Linked DNA regions of Mus musculus: regions 1, 3 and 4 are each linked to region 2. The links are chromatin contacts, called in public HiChIP or PLAC-seq and promoter capture Hi-C maps. All regions are on one chromosome and are shown on one strand. The core of a region is the stretch at or near the end of the contact, and the rest is flanking DNA. Distances in the headings are between cores, read along the strand shown.

Region 1 (2,700 bases), core at 137-2,636, 150 kb after region 2:
ACAGAGAGAGAGAGCGCCTGTCTGTGTGTGTGTGTAGGTCCAAAACAATTTAACTCAGCCTGTGTGTGTGTGTGTAGGTCCAAGGACAACATGAATCATAAATCAGAAACCGCCTTCATTTTTCCATACAGGCCCTGGAGATTACACTCAGGTTATGAGGTTACGTGGCTTTGTAGAACTTCACTGAACCACTTCATCTGCACCAGATACTTGATATTTTTGCCTGGATTGCTAAGAGAGGGTAATCCTGGGCTGCCAGAGAAAATACTTTAAGTGGGTTCATAAAATGTCCTTTGGTTTTCCCTCTCCCAGGTAAGACCCCAAAGGAGGGAGGCATAATGCTGAGGGAAAGCACCAAACTGGGGTTTGAGAGCCCTGAGTTCCAATGACGGCACTGCCGTCTATAATGTCTTCCACTTTATGTTGCATGAGTCCTGGCCTTCAATCACTAATCACTCTCTGACACCTGTCATGTACAGGAACTACATCAGATGCTGGCAATACACTTACCTAGCGATGAATCAATATGCCTTCTCTGCTAGAACTAACAGTCTAGTAGTGAAGTAAGACTACCCCTTTCGATTCTGATATTTGGATGTGGCAGAGTACACTACGGTAGAAAGGTATAAGCATAGCTCCAAACTCAGAATACCTGAGTTCAAATGCCACTACCAAATGACTCGCGTTGGGCAAGTTTAACTTAGTCTCTCTCTTCTCATTTTCCTGTCAAGGAGGATTAACAGTGGTACGTGCAATGCTTTAGAAACGATGGGACGCTGTGTGCATCGAATGGCTGCCATTTGGTCCCTGTGTCAAGACTCACCGCTTGCTCATTCCGCATCCCAATGTACTTGATGCCCAGTTCCTGGGCAGCAAGGGCGATTTCGGTCACGGGGATGCCTACGACACCGAACATGTACTCCACATCCTGAGGGTAGGAGGGAAAAGGGGCAACAAACAACTATCATCAGGTGACCCAGCCTTCTTGCCCTCCCGGGGGGTCCAAAGGAAAGACCTACAGGACCCCCGCCCCCGCCTCCTTGCCCTCCGTCTCTAGGACAACGCGAGGTCCCCGTCTGCTTCTGTAGAGCCTTTCACACCCGAGGGATCCATCGTACTTGAGTTTTTAGAGCCTGGGCGATGACTTTAGCACCAGACACCTGCTCCTCGCTTCTGTCGCTACCCTCTGCGGAGTTACTTTCTGGCATCTTCCACCTAAAGTTACTTCAAGGCACTCTCGCAGCTCACAGCTTCACTAGCCTAAGAGTTGTTGTTGGTGACACCCGCTTCTGACAGACAGGAGGGCAGCCCAACGGATTTAAGCAAAGGGGAGAAGGGGCGGGACAAGAAGTCAGTCCTTGGTGAGGCGATCATGTAAGCACGCCCATTCTCCAGTCAGTCTTTTCCGGACTCCGCCATCAGCAGGAGGCGGGACGAGCCGGAGGCCGCGTCCTATGCGAAGCAGGTAAGAAACCCAATCTCTGAGGATGCTCGCCTTGGTTTTGTCCTCCACTAGGGTAGCGATACAGCTCAGTCCGGTATGGAGGGGATGGCACATCTGGAGGGTGACTGCAGAGACCAGGCGAGGAGGGGGCGTGGCCCCACCGCGCCTCCCCGCCCTCGCCGGGGCTTCCCGCTGATTGGAGGCAAGCTACGCAAAGGCTGCTGGGACGCGGGTAACTTGGAGAGTGTAAAGTTGGAAAAAAAACAGGCTTTTGGGTACAGTGTCGTGCTCCTGTGCCCTCTGATTTTATAACTCTGTGGTTTTGCACCCCACATCATGTGCACGTTCCAGAAGTCTGTGAGCAGAGGTGTATTCTTAATCAGAGATGACACCAAAATTGCTCAAGAGATAAACTTATTAACACCGTAGCTGCTCCTGCCCTCTGCCTGGTTTATATTTACTTATTTTGTTCCAGTTGGGTATCACTAAGGTCTGTTAGAGCCATTGCTTAATAATTAATGTATGATTGCTTAACTTTTACCAAAGTAATAGTGTTGGTTTTCTACTTACTGGTTCATGGATTAGCCTGCTTGACCCCTGGCATCGCGTGCTTTGTAGACATTAGTGGATTCTTGGCCCCTTAACACCGATTGCTTTCTCAGAATTACTGGCAGAACACTTTATGAAGGGCAAACTGGACCCTGATGGGAACAAATCACTGTGATTCAGATCGAATGGGCTTTTGTTTGTTTGTTTGTTGGTTGGTTGGTTGGTTGGTTTATATTTATTAAGGATCAGTCTTCAACTGGCCATTTTTGCCATTTGGCAAAGAGAAAACTCATTGAGCTGGTTATTGCCTTCGCCTAGCAGTTCAAGGTACAGCGGGCCTTGCTTCCCTTGCCTGTAGAGATTAAGCAGAAGTGACGTGACTGTCTTCCAAGTGCAAAGTCACTGCTGTTCCATCCAACTTCAGTGTAAGGATCCCAGGCGCTGTAATTTATACAGAGCACTCTGTGTGGACTTGGAATATGTTAATCATACTCCCTGTTATTTTTGTTGGCAGTATGCTTAAAATGTTATTTGTTATTTTGGTGAGATTTGGCATCGTAGCGCCAGATGTGGTGGCTCACATCTGTAATCCCAGCACTTGGAGGCAGGAGCATGTCGACTTCTGCGAGTCTGAGACCAGCCTGGGCTACCTAGTGAGTTTCAGGATAGCCAGGGCTATGTAGAGAGACCATGTCTTTTAATTACTC
Region 2 (2,700 bases), core at 199-2,698:
CCTACCTCCCTACATGATCTCAACTCCTCAAACTCTCTGGTGGTCCAGTGTCTGTCCTTGAAAAAATTGGTACTGTTTCTTTTATAAAAAAGGTCCCAGTTCTTCTGAGCCTCTTTTTCCAGTTTTTGCTGTTTAAAAGCAGACACCAAAGCTTGGTCTCTTTTCAGTTTCTCCTCTTCTTCAGTGCTAAGAATCCTTGCTTGCAGTCCTTTCCTTTGGAAAGAAGCCATTGTAGTTGCCGGAAACACATTCAATGCTGCTATAGGTCCTCTGTTCTTCAACCATCTGAACAAACGATGCTGAGATTGTAGACACTGGAGTTTCTCTGATGCAGTTTCCCCAGGTGACTTTCCAGCTCCAACAGGATACGATGCTACTTAGGAAAGAGAAAGGGGGGGAGGGGGTTGACTGATTGATTCTGACTAGTGATTCTCTAACAACCTGCCTGCTTCTCTCCCCATCCTGTTCATCTGAGCCAGGGGCTGTCCCTGAAGCCCAGCCTGTCCCTTGAATGTACTTCCTCTTGCCTCATCCTCCCAACTCGGGTGACCAGGGCCTCATCAAGCTAGATCGTTCTTTATTATTTCTAGAGCTTGGATTCTAAACGAGTCCAAGACTCGGGGAGAGGTTCCCGGAGGGCTCTTTAAGGCTCCGGGGTCAATTCACTTAACACTCCCGAGATGCTGACTCTGCCCAACACCCTGCCGGGGTCTGGAGAGGTCATAAAGACCAAGACAGTCTCTACTGCATAGAGCTTACTACACTCAGAGACCAGAACTCTCACGGACCGGACTCCCAATTCAAATCAGATGAGCCAAGTACTACAAGAAATAGGTTTACTTAGGGCAAAGGGACGCATCCACGAGTTGACTGAGAAAATGTGAGAAAAAAAAATTCTCATCAACGTTCAGTGCCCGTGGGAAACGTGACTTCAAAACAACGGCAACAACCGCCCTAACCGAAAGCGGGTAGACGATTGCCTAACAGACACGGGATCGCGGGGGGGCTAAGGAGGTGACGGAGCTGATCCGGAGAGGCCGGGGTTTCTGATCGTACCCATAAACTGAAGGAAGCGTCGTCGGCCAGGAGAACTGAAATCCTCTCATCGCAACCATGGAGCGAAGTAGGGGGAAGGGTGACTGAGGTCCCGAGAACCGTCATCGCTCTCTGAACCCTCGGATAAAGCAGGCCGCTAGGGTCTCGGGCATGTCCAGGGACACTCATACCTACATTCAAACTCGCGTCCACTCAGTTCCCCACGCTCTGAGCTCCCAGGGTCCCCAGCAAAGAACAGGTCAGGGCGCACTCACCCGTCAGTCAAGCCCAGGCGTCGGCAGCAGAATCTTCTAGCTGACCTGGGCTCCTCCTTAGACCAGAAAACTGTGGGCTGCAGCAGTCCCGGAGAACTCTCTCTCCATGGCACTGCCCCCGCTATTTCCGTTGGGGAGACGGAAGTCCCTCCCCAATGCCGGAAGTGCAGCGGCCTTACTTCCGCAGAGTCTCTCGAGACGCGGAGTAGATTGGTTTCCGGCCCCGGGTGGGCGCGGACTTGGTTCAGTGCGCGCTCCGGAGCGGTGTCCCGGGAGCGCGGTCCTGCGGGCCGCTTGCGCGGGGATCCGGGGGGACTGCGGCCGCGCGAGGAGAGCTCCAATCCGGGTGCCGGGCAAGTGCAAGGCCATGAACGGCACGGCGAACCCGCTGCTGGACCGGGAGGAACACTGTCTGCGGCTAGGGGAAAGCTTCGAGAAGCGGCCGCGGGCCTCCTTCCACACGATTCGCTGTGAGTGAGCGCCCCTCCAGGTTCACTTGGGGCTCCCTGGCCGCCACGTGCAAGCCCAGACTCCCCTGGCTAATCCCGGCTCGAAAGCGTCGCTTTCCTTACCTCTCATCCCTTAGCCTCTGGAACTTCGATCTGCTCTTTTACTTTGAAATCTCTTCTCCCAAACCAAACCTCTGATTGCTGCCAACTATTCTTTTACTTTACAGTCTCAAATACCACTTCAGAAAGTCATAGCCCCTTTATTTCAAATTCCCCTTCCCAGCCCTTAAGCCAAACTTTTCTCCTTTAGTAGCGATGCCCATTTCTCCTCCCTTGTGTCCCCGTTCTCTTTGTCGAATTCTTCCATCAGGGCTCTTGCCCTGGAAAAGTCTTCCGTTTGCTACGAGTGTCGTTTACTTCATTCCTTCCCTTGCTCCTTTCCCCTTGCTCTTGGTCTCCTCCACAGCCAGGGAACCTGCATTCTTCGTGCCACCCATAAGGTTTCTTCTTCCTCTCTGCTTATGACACTGATTTTGTTGTTGTTGCTGTTCGAGACAGTCTTACTAGTGATGCTGGCCTAGAAATTACTATATAATTCAGGCCAGCGCTGAACATGCTGCAGTCCTCCTACCTCAGCTTCTGTGGTGCTGAAAATATGGACCTGATCCACCATACCTAGCTAGATTAATGTCACCTACTTCACCTTAACTTCTGGGCCAACTCACTTGTGGGTGAAGAATAAAATTAGAGTTTGTGCATCTGGCATAAATTAAAGCCTGATCTATGTTTGGAAAATGAAGAAGGCAGCATAAGGAATGTGGAAAGAGTCATTATGTTGGGCCCTTTCCTACGTGATTATAGACTCTGAAAGGGGTATTGCCACTGTGTGTCCTGAGTCAGGACATGGCTGACCAAACCAAGCACATCCCTGTGAATCACAG
Region 3 (2,700 bases), core at 116-2,615, 220 kb before region 2:
GTCAAACTTGAAGAGGCTTTCAAGGAAGCGGCCTGGGTCTTGCAGCAACCCCTTGCCTGGCTCCCAGTAGTCATCCACTTTGGAGCCTGGCTTCTCTCCTGGTACCTTCTTGGGCTTGATGCCCTTCATGATGCACACAGCTTCAATGACCAGCTTCACTCCTGGGGGTGGGCGCTGCATGGCACGCACCTATGGGCCATGCCAAGAGGTATAGAAGGGGAAAGTCCTACCCTTGGGCAAGGTGGGCCCTACCAACCAAGTCTTCACTGCCACAGGACCTAGGGCGTTGGGACTGCCTGGTTTTGGCACCAGGAAAGTGGGACAAGCAACGAGGATCTGGCCCTCATTCTGTTCCCCCCTGTTGGTACACAGTCACCAAAAGATGTGCACAAGGTGGGCCTGGGGACACCATTAGGACCTAAGAGGACACAGAAAGGGATATGACAGTGAGTGTGAGGAGACGCCTGGCTGCTCACCTCTGTCACATCATTCTTGTTGAGGTTTCGAAGGCTGGCCAGGGCTGCATCCAGGGCTGGGAGGGCCTCATCGAGATCCTTCTGAGCATCATCAGCAATAGCTTGGGCCTTGTTGGCCTTCTCGTTGGCCTTAATCTCCTCTGCCTGCACTGATTTCCGGGTCTCCTCAGCTATGGCTGTGTCCACCTGGGGATGGAAAACAGGGCATCCAGTGAGTGGCCAGCAGCAAGGGCAGGAATACCAACCCCCCTCTTTCTGAGGGTTTAGATTTCCACCTTTTCTAAGGGCCTCTTAGTTGCAATAGGTTGCTGAGACCCAGGAAGTCTAGGAGATCCTCCCACACATCTCCAGGGCCACAACAAGGCTTAGGAGTTTCCAGGTTTGGGCATTCCAGCCCTACAGGCCCACGTTGCTATCTGTGCACGATGCAAAGATGCACCTCCCCATTTCTTCAGGGAACATTTTGTAATACTCTGACTCGGTAGACCAGGACCCTTGAATAGTGGCAGAAAGCTGTCATGCTAATGGTGGTCTGTGTTGGGAGGACCGAACCCTCGATGTAAACCCTGATTCTGGGCAGCATCTGCACGCCTGCTTGTGCCAGTTCTGTTGCTCAGTCTGAGCTGTGACATCATCAATGCCTGGCCTTTTTGGACTCATCTGCCTCGCTCTTCATAGATGCCCGGCCAAAGGAGTGCCTCCTGGCTTAACCTGCCTAAGTTACCTGCCAGGTAAATGAGCGCCCGCCCAGTGAATGAGGGAACGGAAGTGTGAAAGCCAGGGGCTAGCCATTCCCTGTTTGAGATGTTGAGCATCCTCACATAGGACCAGGAGGTGGGCTCAGGAGTTCTCTGTGAGCCGCCCAACCTTGATCTGTTCCATGGTGAGCATGGTGTCCTTGGCAGCTTCTTCCAGCAGGGGGCGCATAATCTCCAGCTCCTCCTGCATCTTGGCCACATCCTCAGAAGTGCGCAACAGCTGAGTTTGAGAGCAGAGAAAAACAAAACAAAACACGAAACAAAACAAAACAAAACAGAACAAAACAAAACAAAACAAAAACCAGGTGTTACAGGGACTAGAGAGACCCCAGGCCTTAGGGTTCTGAGGATAGGGCCCTGCTGAATAGTCCCCGTGTGGCCCCCAGGTTGCTCAGTGGTTTCTAGAGGAGGCCACCTCACTCCCTCAGAACTTGGGGGTGTCTCTGCTTGCTCTCACCCTTCACTGATAATTTTTATTTTTTCACTGAGAAGGAAGTCACCCTTTTCAGCACTTTGGGCTGTACAGTTTGAAATGCCAGGCCACCCTGACATCAAAGACTGCTGAGACGCAGCCCAGGTAGCTAGCCACTGTCCTCGGGCCTTCCTCAGCCCTACCTTGTCAAGGCCACTCTTCATGCGGTTTTTGGCTGTCTTCAGTTCCATTTTCTTCTGCCCAATGAGGATGGAGAAAATATTGAGCAGCTCCAAATAGCTCTTGGGGGTCACATAGTTGTGGCGGGCCAGCTCTGCGAGGTACTCAACACATTTGCTGGCCACTGACTGGTGGATAAATACGCAAACCTGAATCTGTGGAGGTGGAGATCATGGGTACTTGTAGCACTTCAGCAAAGACCAGGTACCAGGTACCCACAAAGCCACCGTGTCCTGGTCCTGAGGAAAGGGTCACTTCACAATTTTACCTCAAATAAATAGTTTCCTAAGATCCTCATGACCTCCAGGCCCAGGTAACCCCCCTCCTTATTTTTAAAGATTTATTTTATTTTATTTATATGAGCACACTGTAGCTGTCTTCAGACACACACCAGAAAAGGACATCGGATCCCATTATAGATGGTTGTGAACCACCATGTGGTTGCTGGGAATTGAACTCAGGACCTCTGGAAGAGCAGTGAGTGCTCTTAACCACTGAGCCATCTCTCCAGCCCTTAGGCAACCTTTTATGTAGATGAAAAGCCCAAGGCCCATACTAGTCAAGAACAGACCTGGCCTTGACCGTGGACCCAGGTGTCTCCCAGCCATGGTCCAGGGCCCTTGGCACAGCTCCATGAGCTGCTTCCCTCTGAAAGGCCTAAGATGGTGTCCCCTCAGAGGTTGGGTCTAAGCCAGGGAAACATTGGCTTCATCTTAGCTCTTGGACCTCAGAGGTCCAACTCTCTGAGACTGAACCAGACAAACCTGGCTGATCCTATCTGCAATCTTTAAAGAGGTGTCGGGGCCCTTGGAAG
Region 4 (2,700 bases), core at 126-2,625, 190 kb after region 2:
ATTGACTAACAACTGTATTCTCATAAATTGCTAGATTTAAGAATAGCCATGACGCCGGGCGTGGTGGCGCACGCCTTTAATCCCAGCACTCAGGAGGCAGAGGCAGGCGGATTTCTGAGTTCGAGGCCAGCCTGGTCTACAAAGTGAGTTCCAGGACAGCCAGGACTATACAGAGAAACCCTGTCTCAAAAACCCCAAAAAAAAAAAAAAAAAAAAAAAAAAAGAATAGCCATGACAAGGCCTGCCTAAGCATGCTGCAGGAGAGAGACTCTTCCTGTGTTGGGCAATGTCCTGGCCCAGAGCTATCCCACATAGCTCAGATGGTCTCAGAGGCACAGGAGATCCTGCCTGTGGGTGAGTGGAGGGGTGCTTAGGGGAGTCCCCAGAGCAGCCTGGCAATTTCTCTGGGCATGAAGTTTATGAGCCTTCAGCAATTTCTCTGGGCATGAAGTTTATGAGCCTTCAAGCAGACAAAGGACACCAGGGGACCGAGGACATAACCTGCATGGCAACAGAGATGAGCAGAGGTGTCACTGTGCTCAAGGCAAGCAACAGTGCATCTAACCAAGTGCTGGTCAGCCCAGAATGTGTGTCAGCCCTTTCAAAAGCTCTTCTCTGGTTAATGATGGAGTCATCTTGCCCATACCTCTTACCTGAGTGATGCTACGCTGCCCCACACAGAGAAACAATAGTGTTTGGGAATGAAAGTGCCTGGTGTCAAAAGAATATTGCCAGGCCATTAAGCACAGCTTCTCAGTGTACCGCCTAGTGTTTTCTTGCCCATGCTTTGGCAACCCCCACCCCCATTTCCTAGATATCTGGATCATATCTTTGGGAGTCACAACTACTCCAGATCAGCTGCACCTGCCTTAGAAGGCAGTACTGCAGGCAAGACAGGGCTCAGAGCCCTGCAGCCCTGCCCTCAGCTGCTGCAGCTCTCAGTAACTCAGCAAGATGCAATGCTGGTGATTGGTGCAATGCAGGATTTGAGACTGGTCTATATGTGGGGCCTGTGATTGGTAGAACTGGAAACTGTACTGAGGTTGGTGCAAATACAGTCTACACCAGCGGGGGGGGGGGGGGGTAAGGCTCAAAAACCTTAATTTGTACACACACTCTCATCTTGAGTCAGCCTTGAGGAGCCTTCTCTGCCCTGTAGTGCTCCATTAGGCCAGGCTTTCACCCTCGGCTTCTGAGAACATGCTGAGGATACTAAAGCAGAGACATTCTGGGAAGAAGGGCACTCTGGGCCCAAGGGCTTCTGTGTACTTTGTCAGATATTTGTCGCACAGAAGGAATTGATCACTGATGTCTTTGAGGGTAGACTTGAAGCCACCTCAGGCTCCACCCTCCCTAACTTCCTTCCACAAAGGCATTTCCTTTAGTCAGACTCTTGCACAGTGAATGTGCGTTTTTGCAGACGCAGACCAAGGCAGTAGGTTTTAGATGACTTTTGAATGATTTTCATTCCCTGAAAAAACATAACGTCTTCTTTAGGAGAAGAGTGTCATAGCAGCAAAGTGTTTGGCAAGTCGCCTTTCAGGAGTGCTCCCTAACACCAGACCATGTCCCATCTCCTCTGCATGTGTCCCTCCTACCGATCTTCCATGATCCCTTCTCAAAAAAAAAAAAAAAAAAAAAAACAAGAAGCCCCCAAGCAACAGCAGCCAGAGAGATAAAAGAATAGGAAAAAATGTTAAATGTTCTCATTTTACAAACAAAACCCTCAAAACACTTGAAGTTCAGAGAAGTTAAATGACTAGTTTTAAAGTCACAAAGCCATCAACTCACTGAGTTCAGATTCTAGGCTGTCTATTATCTCATTTAATCCTTCCCATAAAATGCCAGGGCAGAGAAGAGAGCTAACCTTTACCCTGTGCGTGTTACACACCAGCCCCCTTCCACGCACTCTCACTTAATTCCCACCACGTCTGTAGCAGAGATGGCAGCACTGCTCGGAAACCCTGTACATCGCACACCACTATTGTTTCACAGCCAGGAAACAAAGGCAAGGAAAAGTGAAGAGATGGCCCTGTCAGGAGGCAACACTGTCACAGCCATTGGGAAAGGCTCTCTGCTTCAGCTCCCCTTCACAGAGGTCTGCTCGAAGCCCTGCCACTCACGGTGGGGTTCTGCGGGAATTCTACCTTCCTCTTGCCTGAACCCTACACCATGCTTTTCATGACTTGAGACACATATAAAACACAGTCAGGGTTAGCTGGACTCTAGCACTGAGACTCTGCAGCAATCGCTCTGATGGGCAGGATGGCTAAGGGATGGGCAGGCGCTGGTATGTCCAGGGTGGATACGCGGGGCGTGCGAATGACCCGTGTCCCCTGTGTCCCCTAGAGGGGCAGAGAGGGCGAGGAGCTGCTTTACCACACTAACCAGAACGGTGCACAGCTTCGGGACTTGAGAACTGCTTACTTCCTGATTTTGACATTTTCATTTTCTGGTCTACAGTGAAACCACAAAGGGGAGAACACCCTTTATCTGGCTTGGTAAGGTCTGTTGCCTATTTTCCACAAAGGGTTATTATAGATCTATTTTTAAATTAATATTCTATTTTCCAAATTCAGAGCCTTAACCTCTCTTTTCCAAGGCTTTAAAAAGAGTTTAACATTTTTTTGTTTTATTATTTGGGAATCTCACATGCACCCGTTATGCTTGCTTCCCCCATGTGAGCCCCCCTCACTGGTG

The links. Promoter capture Hi-C pulls out the DNA fragments that hold promoters and counts their contacts. HiChIP or PLAC-seq counts read pairs in DNA pulled down with a chosen protein or histone mark.
Region 1: a promoter capture Hi-C map of neural stem cells shows a contact between it and region 2. The contact joins the promoter of Btd here to the promoter of Mettl6 in region 2. A contact is called at or near these places in 15 of 39 promoter capture datasets (the 3T3-L1 cell line, the C10 cell line, HPC-7-derived erythroid cells and 11 more), 1 of 15 datasets of contacts at CTCF or cohesin (large pre-B cells), 19 of 484 Hi-C or Micro-C datasets (B cells, CD4 T cells, CD8 T cells and 13 more), 21 of 115 datasets of contacts at active chromatin or transcription factors (the 230-238 cell line, DN3 thymocytes, the HPC-7 cell line and 15 more) and 4 of 9 other capture datasets (adipose tissue, liver, macrophages and 1 more).
Region 3: a contact with region 2 is called in an H3K4me3 HiChIP or PLAC-seq map of pro-B cells, with 4 times the contacts expected there. The contact joins the enhancer-like site here to the promoter of Mettl6 in region 2. A contact is called at or near these places in 7 of 39 promoter capture datasets (the 3T3-L1 cell line, Sertoli cells, embryonic stem cells and 1 more), 1 of 15 datasets of contacts at CTCF or cohesin (large pre-B cells), 8 of 484 Hi-C or Micro-C datasets (the AML12 cell line, bone marrow-derived macrophages, differentiating embryonic stem cells and 5 more), 18 of 115 datasets of contacts at active chromatin or transcription factors (the NIH/3T3 cell line, the SCID.adh cell line, T-cell acute lymphoblastic leukemia and 13 more) and 5 of 9 other capture datasets (adipose tissue, embryonic stem cells, liver and 2 more).
Region 4: a promoter capture Hi-C map of pre-B cells shows a contact between it and region 2, with 2.1 times the contacts expected there. The contact joins the enhancer-like site here to the promoter of Mettl6 in region 2. A contact is called at or near these places in 2 of 39 promoter capture datasets (hippocampal neurons and pre-B cells), 1 of 484 Hi-C or Micro-C datasets (cerebellar granule neurons), 4 of 115 datasets of contacts at active chromatin or transcription factors (the 230-238 cell line, bone marrow-derived macrophages, effector CD8 T cells and 1 more) and 3 of 9 other capture datasets (adipose tissue, liver and pancreatic islet).

Annotation. Positions count from the first base shown.
Region 1 is chr14:31,639,671-31,642,370 of GRCm38.p6, forward strand. It overlaps Btd (biotinidase), which reads left to right and starts at 1,387. Exons shown (of 4, transcript NM_025295.4): 1 at 1,387-1,465. The coding sequence starts at 1,455. Hacl1 (2-hydroxyacyl-CoA lyase 1) reads right to left here and starts at 1,295. Exons shown (of 17, transcript NM_019975.3): 1 at 1,119-1,295; 2 at 824-928. The coding sequence starts at 1,208.
Region 2 is chr14:31,493,592-31,496,291 of GRCm38.p6, forward strand. It overlaps Mettl6 (methyltransferase like 6), which reads right to left and starts at 1,449. Exons shown (of 6, transcript NM_025907.4): 1 at 1,311-1,449; 2 at 6-373. The coding sequence starts at 230. It overlaps Eaf1 (ELL associated factor 1), which reads left to right and starts at 1,488. Exons shown (of 6, transcript NM_028932.4): 1 at 1,488-1,780. The coding sequence starts at 1,678.
Region 3 is chr14:31,270,981-31,273,680 of GRCm38.p6, forward strand. Dnah1 (dynein, axonemal, heavy chain 1) reads right to left here. Exons shown (of 78, transcript NM_001033668.1): 53 at 1,850-2,041; 54 at 1,344-1,454; 55 at 477-662; 56 at 1-189. All of the region lies in intron 1 of Gm35823 (a long non-coding RNA gene), which reads left to right. Among named protein-coding and RNA genes, the nearest start is that of Gm35823, 4.4 kb to the left of the region's middle. Within about 2 kb of position 1,366, at least 8 of the 459 cell types and tissues checked have an H3K27ac peak or open chromatin away from gene starts, as enhancers often do. A contact at or near this core is called in pro-B cells and regulatory T cells, where this site is marked.
Region 4 is chr14:31,683,501-31,686,200 of GRCm38.p6, forward strand. No RefSeq gene overlaps it. Among named protein-coding and RNA genes, the nearest start is that of Btd, 44 kb to the left of the region's middle. Within about 2 kb of position 1,376, at least 113 of the 459 cell types and tissues checked have an H3K27ac peak or open chromatin away from gene starts, as enhancers often do. A contact at or near this core is called in the 230-238 cell line, bone marrow-derived macrophages, effector CD8 T cells and 1 more, where this site is marked.